Linked DNA regions of Sus scrofa: all the other regions are linked to region 2. A link is a contact called in public HiChIP or PLAC-seq data. All regions are on one chromosome and are shown on one strand. Each heading gives the region's core, a stretch centred on a gene start, on an enhancer-like site or on the middle of the called end of the contact. The rest is flanking DNA. Distances are from core to core; before and after follow the strand shown.

The links. HiChIP or PLAC-seq counts read pairs in DNA pulled down with a chosen protein or histone mark.
Region 1: an H3K27ac HiChIP or PLAC-seq map of alveolar macrophages shows a contact between it and region 2. The contact joins the enhancer-like site here to the promoter of PTGER4 in region 2. A contact is called at or near these places in 2 of 5 promoter capture datasets (fetal liver and liver), 7 of 47 Hi-C or Micro-C datasets (alveolar macrophages, blood, embryonic fibroblasts and 2 more) and 2 of 2 datasets of contacts at active chromatin or transcription factors (alveolar macrophages and skeletal muscle).
Region 3: a contact with region 2 is called in an H3K27ac HiChIP or PLAC-seq map of alveolar macrophages. The contact joins the promoter of RPL37 here to the promoter of PTGER4 in region 2. A contact is called at or near these places in 3 of 47 Hi-C or Micro-C datasets (embryonic fibroblasts, heart right ventricle and skeletal muscle) and 1 of 2 datasets of contacts at active chromatin or transcription factors (alveolar macrophages).

Annotation. Positions count from the first base shown.
Region 1 is chr16:25,485,580-25,488,709 of Sscrofa11.1, reverse strand. The region is part of intron 1 of LOC106506472 (a long non-coding RNA gene); the gene reads left to right. Among named protein-coding and RNA genes, the nearest start is that of PTGER4, 180 kb to the left of the region's middle. Within about 2 kb of position 1,734, at least 8 of the 83 cell types and tissues checked have an H3K27ac peak or open chromatin away from gene starts, as enhancers often do. A contact at or near this core is called in alveolar macrophages, where this site is marked.
Region 2 is chr16:25,668,827-25,672,392 of Sscrofa11.1, reverse strand. PTGER4 (prostaglandin E2 receptor EP4 subtype) reads right to left here and starts at 1,561. Exons shown (of 3, transcript XM_021076655.1): 1 at 972-1,561; 2 at 1-513. The coding sequence starts at 470.
Region 3 is chr16:25,801,560-25,804,947 of Sscrofa11.1, reverse strand. It overlaps RPL37 (ribosomal protein L37), which reads left to right and starts at 1,422. Exons shown (of 4, transcript NM_001243603.1): 1 at 1,422-1,462; 2 at 2,107-2,242; 3 at 2,476-2,560. The coding sequence starts at 1,460. It overlaps CARD6 (caspase recruitment domain-containing protein 6), which reads right to left and starts at 1,097. Exons shown (of 6, transcript XM_021077098.1): 1 at 925-1,097. The coding sequence starts at 1,097.

The DNA of each region.
Region 1 (3,130 bases), core at 485-2,984, 180 kb after region 2:
CAGTGGAAGATCCTGGAGGTCAGGTGAAAATTCAGAATTTTCCTTTGAAGGCAAAATTCCTTGTTTCTAATCTGATTTTAAAAGACAGCGCTTTCTTTTTTTTTAAATTAAAGTTTGATTGACTTACAATGTTGTGTCAGTTTCTGCTCTACAGCATAGTGACCCAGTCATACATATATATATGTACACACACATTCTTTTTCTCATACTAGCTTCCTTCATGTTCTATCCTGAGATATGATGTATTTCCTGTGCCATACAGTAGGACCTCATTGCTCATCCATTCTAAATATAATAGTTTGTATCTACCAATCCCAAACTCCCCTTCCATCCCACTTCCTCCCCTTTCTCTCTTGGCAACCGCAAGTAACTCCTTTTCTAGGATGGAGGTAAGGAGTGTGGGAGATTCCCAGAATGCAAAATACGGGAGATTTCGTTTGTCCTCCTAGTTTAGCCCCTTGCTTTCCAGCTAGAAATTTATTTTAAACTACTTTAACAATTTACTTTATATTTCAATTGAGTAAATATTTGGATTGGAGTAAGTTATAAGAAGAATAAAATACAGGACATACAGTTGCACATTTTTTCCAAAATGATCCTGGACCAAGCAACATCTTCCATCTATAATGCAATTATTGCTGATGTTCATGTTGATGACACGTAGACACTAAAAGACTCCAAGATGCTTTCTTATTCCTGAAGCAGTATCAAGTTATATTCTAATTTTATTGCAGATTAAAAATATTTTGAAATGGTTTGAAAATTGGAGAGTCCATGTTAATTTCCTCATTTTTCAGATAAAGAAATGGAAATGCAAAGTCATTAAGTGACTTGCCTGAAGTCACACTAACTGGTGAGTGGCAGCACTGGGTTTACAGTTTAGGTCTTTTGATTCATCGAGGTACTCAAGTTTTTTAAAATCCAGTCAGTTCAGAGTTCCTTTTATTTATGTTCTACTGTATATGTTTAATTTATGTTCTACTGTGTGTTCAGCACTAAGCTGTTTAATATGCTTAAGTGTGTGTGTGCATGCATGCGTAGTTGTGTGTGTGTGAGAGCAGAAGAGATATAAGAAATGGTGCTAGATTTCCAAGTTCTTAGAATCTAGTCAGGGATATGAGATATACAGGTAAAGCAATAATGAATGGTAGAGTTCAGTGGTATTTCCCAAACTTTTATGTTATGTGCATGAGAATCACTGGAAATCTTGTTAAAATGCAGATTCTGCTTCAGTAGGGATAGGGTGAATCCCAAGATTCTTCACTTCTTACTCTCATGTGAAGCATATGCTGTCAGAAGAGACATACTTTGAACAATAAGGCAAGGCAGGAAATACTTAAGGGGCAAATTATGTAGTGTAATTATAAAACATGAAGGAGTTGAGAGTAATAAAGGGTAATCAGGGAAAGTTTCCTGGAGCACATGGAATTTGGGCTCCTCTTGAATAGCGGATGATCTGACTGCATTGGTAAAGGAGTTAGACAAAGAAATAAAATGAGTTAAGAGGGAAAGAACAGGCACAGGAACAGATGAAATGAGCTTCGAGTGCTGTGGTAAGCAGCCTCCAAGATGGCCCCATGGACTCCCCCTGCTGGTATGTACGCCCTCGTGAAATGCCCTCCATTGTGTGTGGCCTGGATGTAGTGACTAGCTTCTTGGGAACAGAATACAGGCAAAAGTGGTGGGGTGCCATTGCCAAGGTGAGGTTACCCAGAGCTTGACTTCGGTCCTGCTTACTGTGTTGCACCATCACTTTCTCTGAAGGAAGCTAGCTGACGTGTGATGAGCTGTGCTGTAGACAGGCCCCTATGGCAGAAAACTAATGTGATGTCTCTGGTCAACAGCCAGCGAGGATCTGAGGTGTTGCAATAGGCATATGAGTGAGTTGGAAGTAAAGCCTTTCTGAGTCAAACCTTGACATAGTGACAGCCTTGGCAGATGCGGAGAGGCTGAGCCAGAGGACACAGCAGAGCCACGCCCAGGTTCCTGGCCTACCATGAAACAATTATGTTTGTTGTTTTAAGATGCTAAATTTGGAGAGAGTTTGTTATACAGCCAGGCATAACTAATACAGTGGGAAATAACTTTGAAGGGAGGAGGTAGTGTGAAATCTAATTGTGGAGCAGGGGGAAGCTTGAAAGACTGGTACAACCTTTAGGACATGATATGAAAATGATTATAAGTTCTAAGCTCTCTAACACATACAGAGCTTTACAGAGATATAATTTGTATATCAAATAATACACTCATTTAAAGTGTACAATTAGTTGGTTTTTAGTATGTTCACAGAATTATGAAACTGTCACCACAGTCTCTTTTTGGATACTTTCATCATCCCTCAGAAAAATCACATACCCATCAATAGTCACATCCCATTTCCTCTCAGACCTCTCATTCTAAGGCAGCATACGATCTACTTTCTATCTCTATGGATTTTTCTGTTCTGGGCATTTTAGATGGATAGACTAATATACTCTGTGGCCTTTTTGTGTCTGGCTTCTTAGATAATACTTTTAAGGTCTTTTTGTGTTGTATGTAGTGTGTATCAGTATATTTGTGACTTTTTAATGCCAGAGAATGTTACTTGTGTAGTTATATTACATTTTGTTCATTCCTTGACCAGTTCATGGATGTTTGGGTTATTTCTACTTTTTGGCCATCACAAATAATGTTGCTGTGAACATTCACCTAGAAGATTTTGTGTGAACTATGTTTTCATTTCTCTAGGGTATATGCCTACAAGTAGGATTCCTGGGTCATATAACCCTGTGTTTAAAATTTTGAGGAACTGTCAACTGTTTTCCAAAGTCGCTGCACCATTTTACATTTCATTTAGTTATGTATGAGAGTTCTAGTTTCTCCACATCTTTGCCAACACTTGTAAAAAATGTCTTTTTAATTATATCCATCCTAGGGTATATGAAGTAGTATGTCTTTGTGATTTTGATTTGCATTTCTCTAATGACTAATGAGCCCAGGCATCTTTTCATATGCATATTTACCATTTGTATATGTTCCTCAGAGAAATATCTATTTAAATTCTTTGTCCATTTTTTTTGTTGTTGTTGTTGTTGCAGCAGCATATGGAAATTAAGGACAGGGATTGAACCTGGGCCTCCACAGTGACCTG
Region 2 (3,566 bases), core at 312-2,811:
AGGCCCATGTTGGGCAGCGCGCAGAAGAGCACATTAGACGCGTAGACCGCGAAGAGAGTGAGGCCCGCCAGCCGCTTGTCCACGTAGTGGCTGTAGAAGTAGGCGTGGTTGATGGCCAGGTAGCGCTCGATACTCATGGCGCAGATGATGCTGAGCCCGGACAGGCCAAAGAAAAGCAGGATGAAGGTGCTGTACTCGCACAGCGCCGGGCCCCCGGGCCAGTGGCCCTTCATGTACGTAGCGATGGTCACCGGGCTCACCAGCAACGTGCCCAGCAGGTCGGTGACAGCCAGCCCGCACACCAATGTGTAGAAAGTCGTCTCCTTCTGCTCCTTGCGCGACTTGCACAGCACCACGATGGCTATCAGGTTGCCCACCACCCCGAAGATGAACATCACCGCCGGGATGGTCACCGGGCCGTTCGGTCGGTCAGAGGCCAGGGCGGATGCATTGGCCCCAGGGGTGGCCATGGTGGTGTCTGGCGGTACACCGCCCTGGAGCGCGAGGCTGGGTCTGGGGATGGTAGGAGAGAGGCAAAAACGCGGTGAGTGGAAATTACCACTTGCAAGGTGCCGGACCCGCGCCCAAGAAATAATATGCTGATGGGTGAGCGGAGCAACTCGATTCTACATTGTGGGTTGTAGCCACTTACCAACTGAGGCTACTGCGAAATCTCCAGGCTCCGGATAAGTCCTGCCCCCAGCACCACTCTACTGGTATTAATATTTATTAGTTGATACTGCCATTCTCTCCTCCTTCCCCCAACCCAACTCACACCATTGCCAAAATGAACAAGACCTATCTCAAGGGAAAAGTGGCTCGCTCATTTCCCCGACAGATTCTGAGTCAATAAAAGTCTCACGAAAACAAGTTATGGAAGTTGATTTGGTGAGCGAGCTCTTTCCTCCCAGGCTCCTCTTAAGGAGCGCCCACCCACTGCTCTCTGCTCAGTGTCCCCAACCCTACCTCACCTGTAGTGGCCGCGGAGATGGCAGCTGAGCAAGCCCCCAGGGTCAAGCCTCAGATGTCCTGGACACGCCTTCAACCTGCCCTCAGCCGTGCCCCGCTCAATGTGAAGCTTGCCCAGCCTTTGCCTTCTCAGAGCCTGCTCTTGGTGGCTGCCAAATTTCCGGGGTCCAAGTGGTCAGCTTTCAAAAACTTGGAGAACCAGAGGCAGCAGGATGGGTCACTGAAGCCCGACCTTGGATTGTTTCTCTCTCTCTCTTTTTCTCGTTTCTTCCAGGATGATCCAAGCTTTGCGGAGCTCTCAGGTCTCGTCCGCGGACGGACAGCGCTCAGGTGTGCGGCCTCTCGCGCAGGTGTCACCGAGCCTCCTGTCCCCGACTCGGGCCGCCTCCTTCCCAGCCCAGGGAAGCGCAGGCGGCTACCGGGGCTGGCGGCTGCAGCTGAGGCCGCTTCTAGCGCCCTGGAGGAGATTTGGGGTCCACTCGGCCTGAGGCTCTGTCCTGGGGCCGTTCATCTTCCTCTCGGCTGCCGGGTTCCCAGCTCCGCTCTAGCCCTTCTAGGCTCTGTACAAACTTTTCTCCAGCTTCAAGTTTCCCTGGCGGAGGCGGGGCCCACAGTGCGCGGCCCGGGCGCCCATTGGCCGGACGGGAAGGGGGCGGGGCGGGAGCGCCTTCCTCAGGGCTGGAGGAACAGAGGCGGGCCCGAGGGCGGGGCTCCGGGCCGCGCGGGTCCCACCGCGGCTTGGGGGCTTTCCGGCCCTTGGAGGGGCTGAGGTGGCGGAACCTTGGACCCTTTGCCTCAGGCGGATGGTGCTGAGAGGCCGCGCTCCGCGGGGACCTTGGGGAAGCCCGGGTGCTCTCTTTTGCACACTTCTAGCTACTTGGAACTGGACATCCAGAGCCAGCTCGGAAACCAGCTTCTCTTCATCCTCACTGCCTCCCGCTCCGAGTGGGCTTTTTCTCTCAACTTCTACAGGGGTCTCCACATCTGGGTGCTGGGAAGGGAGGTCGGCGGCTTAGGACTCTACCTTGGAGCGGCCGAGGTGTGTGTGTGCGCGCGTGCGCGCGTGTGGCCCCGGGCGGAGAGAGAGGGTGGAACAGTGGGGGTGTCTGCGCGCGCGCACTTGGCCCCGGGTCAGAAGTAGGGTGCGCGCAACGGTCTGTTGTGGGTGGATGGGCGGGTGGGTGGATCGGCCCCAGGCTTGGGCGGGAAGACAGCGAAGTATCCAGCCTCTCTCCTTCAAAGGTGTTAGTAGGCAGTGCCCAGGCTGTGGGCTGCGCGCGTAGGCAAAAAAGCAGCCGGGACTGCAGCCTTTCCAGGCGCAGGTGGCAGAGCCCTGCGGCTGCGGAGAGGTGGCGCGCGGTCCCCCGGGGCAAGGTTAGTGAGGGTGGGAGGGCTGCTGTCGAACCGCAGCGGCCTTTCTCCTCCTCCCAGGAACTTCTCCGCCCAGTGAGAACGGTTAGACTGGGCTTTATGCCTTGGCCCTGTTATGTTCGCGTTAGACACCTTCTCCACGAATCCTTGCAAAGGCCGATGCGGCGTGACACTGGGGTTTCAGAGTCATTCCAGTGAAGGAATGCTCCAGGTGTAACTCCCTGGTTAGCCTATTTGCTCTGCCTTTTTTTTTTTTTTTTTCTTTAAATTACAATTTAACTTCTTTTGCGGTGACAAGTTTTCCCGTCTACTCATTCTCCACTTCTTTCTATTCTATTTCTTAGAACAGAAAACTAAAAAAGAAAAAGGGATTGTAAAACTTTATGGCGTAATTATAACCACTTCACTATTTTTTTTAACGCACAAAATGGGATCGTGTGAGCCTTCCTAATTTAGGATCCTAGGAAAACATGCATGTTTTCCAGGGGTTGTATACATGCGTTTTAACGTATTGCATCTCCTCACAGGGTAGGTAAATATGATTCTTGATTGATTATATGATAAAGCAGGCACTCATTTCTTAAATATTTTTTCATAAGTGAACAAACCTAAGAATTTTTCTGGTTCTCCAGTTATTCTTAAATGACACAGTAACAAATGAGTAATAGAGAAACAAAGAGCATTCCAGATTTCAACTAATTACAGGAGGTTAAATATCTAGAATCATATTTACACATTTTGTGTAAGGCGCCATGTAGATATATTGATACCACATCATTCTATTGTTTGTATTGTTTCCTCACGAATACCAGGGATTCGGAAAGAAAAACACACATTCGTTACCCAATATCAAAAGAAATGAAAGAGATTGGTCAGTTTCTCAGTCTTCTCATAGTCACGGCTATAACCACTTCTCTTGTCTGTACTTCTGATGAGTAGTAACCTCTAGGATGGTGTCAGCATTGAAAACAAATCAACACTAGAAAAAGGAAACTGCACATTTTACCCCCAGTCTTCCCTGACCGCATTTCGTCACATCACCCTGTCAGGTGGTTGTCGGTAAAGATATGAAGGGGTGGTGGGAAGTTCCACTTATAATCACTTTGTGCTAATAAAAATTTTCCAGTTTTCTTTCCACTTGAGGCTCCAATGTGGAAAGCTGTTAGGATTGGGACTTGTTAAATTTTCACAATGAAGAGTATATTAAATATAAAAATGGAGGCACA
Region 3 (3,388 bases), core at 173-2,672, 130 kb before region 2:
CCGCAACCACATGGTTCCTAGTCGGATTCGTTAACCACTGCGCCACGACGGGAACTCCTATTAACTTTTTTTTTTTTTTTTTTTTTTTTTTTTTTTTGTCTTTTTGCTATTTCTTTGGGCCGCTCCCGCGGCATATGGAGGTTCCCAGGCTAGGGGTCCAATCAGAGCTGTAGCCGCCGGCCTACACCAGAGCCACAGCAACGCGGGATCCGAGCCGCGTCTGCAACCTACACCACAGCTCACGGCAACGCCGGATCGTTAACCCACTGAGCAAGGGCAGGGACCGAACCCGCAACCTCATGGTTCCTAGTCGGATTCGTTAACCACTGCGCCACGACGGGAACTCCCCCAACTCCTATTAACTCTTAAATGTTTGGCTATTTTATTGTTTTGTGAGAGTGAGGGCTTTCCTAGACCAGAAGATTACAACTGGATTAGCGTTTATCAAAGAAGTCTGGGAACCACCAACATTAACACGATAAAGTGTTGGGGTTTTTTGCTTTTGGTTTTGTTTGGTTTTGTAGGTCCGCACCTGGGGCACATGGAAGTTCCCAGATTAGGGATCGAATGGGCACTATGACTGCAAGCTAGATCCCAGCTCCATCTGCGACCTACACCACAGGTCTCAGGAACGCTGGATCCTTAACCCACTTAGCAAGGCCAGGGATTTAACCCGTATCCTCACGGATACTAGTCAAGTCTTAATCCGCTGAGCCATAAGCACAGATGTCCAGGTCCTACCCAAAGCTGCTAAACCAGATTTCCTCACGTTAGCATTTAGGAAACTATATTCAACAAGTTTCACGTGTGATTTCCCTGGCATAACGAGATCTGCCACCAAACCATGCGCCTCTAAATTACAACTAGAAAAAAACATTTGCCTTTCTCTTTAGATTCTGAGCTCAGCTCCGTGCCCCTAGCGACTTCTCAGTAGGAATCAGCCAAAAGCTTCGGGTCGGAGTGACGAGCAACCCTAGAGAAGCTGGTTTCTCCCAGATCAGGTCCTCTGTCTCATCAGACGCCCACATAGGAGCCGGGAACACTCTGTCCGCGCGCGAACCGCGGGGCGGAGCAAGCTCCCTCCGCAGGTTCTCCATCCGCCCGGAGGCCGGAAAACGCGATGTAGCCACAGCTCTAAGAACACGCGAAGGCCGGAGGGAAACAACTGCAGGGGAGGAAGAGAAGTTCCAGCCTAACCACAGCTGAAGAACAAGACGGGTCCCACGAAGATGCGTGCCCCAGAGCCCCAAAAAGTTGAAAGCCCCGCCCCGCTTAGCTTTCTATTGGCCTTGCCTGGCTCCGGATCCTCCTCTCGACCCCACCCACACTGAGGCAACGGAAGCTTGAAAATGGTGCACCGCGTCCTTCCGGAAGTACTCTCCTGGGCGGAAGCTTCTGAGAGAAATATAGCGGAAGTGCTTTCTCTTCCGGCCTCTTTGGTCACGGTGGCGGAGGCGAGATGGTGAGTTGTATGTAAGGGCTCTCGGAATCGGCTTCCATCCTGCCCGTCTAACTCCGTTGCCTGCTATCCGTGGAGGGGCAGGCAAGGTTTCCCAAAACCGGGACCAGTGGACCGGAAAGGGGCATGCGGGGGCTCTCGAGTGTCAGAAGAATGGCTCCGAAGTCAGGGGGTGCCGAGTCTGCAGCCGTGGAGTTGGAGCTTCTCTAAGGCCTCTTGTCTCACCTTTGGGGAGCCCGCACAGTTCAGCGATTCGAGTGTGACCTGAGGGAAGAGGCATAGTTTTAGAGTGTTTAGCTGTTAGCAAAAGAATCTTTGGCGGTGGTCCCAGGCGGGAGCTCTTAGATTCTAGAGTAGGGGTGGGTAGGAAAACCGCATTTAGTCTTTCGCTTTATTCCTCCCCCGTTTTAATGTAACAGATTTCAAAACAGCAAATTACGGCAGGGTGATTTTAGGTGATGTGGAACTCAGGTAATGACCTCTGATAATACCATTTAAGAAAATTGAAGCTCCCTCCGTTTCAGCCGTTGTGATAGTCTTATCACAACTACTAAGATAGATAATCTTAGTAGTTTTTTTACTTGAAAACATGAGACCGTGTATAGAAATTACTAGATTTCAGAATCGTTTATTCCCTTGATTTGCAGACGAAGGGAACGTCATCGTTTGGAAAGCGTCGGAATAAGACGCACACGTTGTGCCGCCGCTGTGGCTCTAAGGCCTACCATCTCCAGAAGTCGACCTGTGGCAAGTGTGGCTACCCTGCCAAGCGAAAGAGGAAGTGTAAGTTAATGCTTTAGTTTAGTAGACTTAAAATGTATTTTGAGGTTGAGGATAGTCTCTTGCTTGTTCTGTACCTAAACGGGGCATAACTTGGAACATTATTTGGTAGCTGGGGAAACTGCATTTGTATACAGATGGGTTTAAAACTCAAGGTAGGCATTCTTAAGTATATTGACTGCTTACAAGATGGTGAGAAAACCCATTTAGAACTTTAACATGAGTTTTTGTTTTAGATAACTGGAGTGCGAAAGCTAAAAGACGAAACACCACCGGGACTGGTCGAATGAGGCACCTAAAAATTGTATATCGCAGATTCAGGTACAGTTTCCATGTTTTATCATTAGTTCCGTGTGATTGAATAACAACCCTCAACTACCCTGGTCAATAGGGATGAGGTGTTGCAAGGTGCTTTTTCTTCTGCCACCATAACTTTTAATCAGTTGTCTAGATTCTGTTTATTAATCTTTCAGTAAATGTATGAGCTGCAAATGTCTAGAGCATAGTTGGAGCTAGGTTCCTGAAAGTGTGATGATGTTAATTAGTTTGCTTACATAGCGACATACATACCTTACCAAAACTTGTCAAGAAAATAGTGTATAAATGAGAACTTTCGTTTTACTGCTTTAGGCAAGTCTGCTGCAGAAAAGTGTCATAGTTGCTGTTGGATGTGTATAGAAAGAAATTTTACAGTCTTAATTTAAGACAAGCCTTAGTGTTTTAATTTCAGTTCCAACCTAACCCTTATAGAGAAGTTGCATTTTAGTGGTAGTTTTTGAGGGGTTAATCTGTATAAGGTCTCAATTGAGGTGCTTTCTTTGTTGGGAAGGGGGGCATCCTCTACACTATAGGATATTTAGCAAAGTATCTGACCTCCCATTTAATTTCAGATTTTCAGATTTTAAAAGATCACAAGATAGTTGGGGGCTTTGTAAACACAACACCCTTATATGTGTTTGTGCCAAGGTGACCTTTGTTTCTTCTTAAGACGATTATACAGCATTATTGGTTAAGAATTCAGTGGTTTGCTGGTTTAGCGTAAGAGTTAGGAGGGAGTTCCTGTTATGGCCCAACAGGTTAAGGACCCACTGTTGTCTGAGGGTGCAGGTTTGATCCTGACCTAGTTCAGTAGGTCCTGTGTGGCTGTGA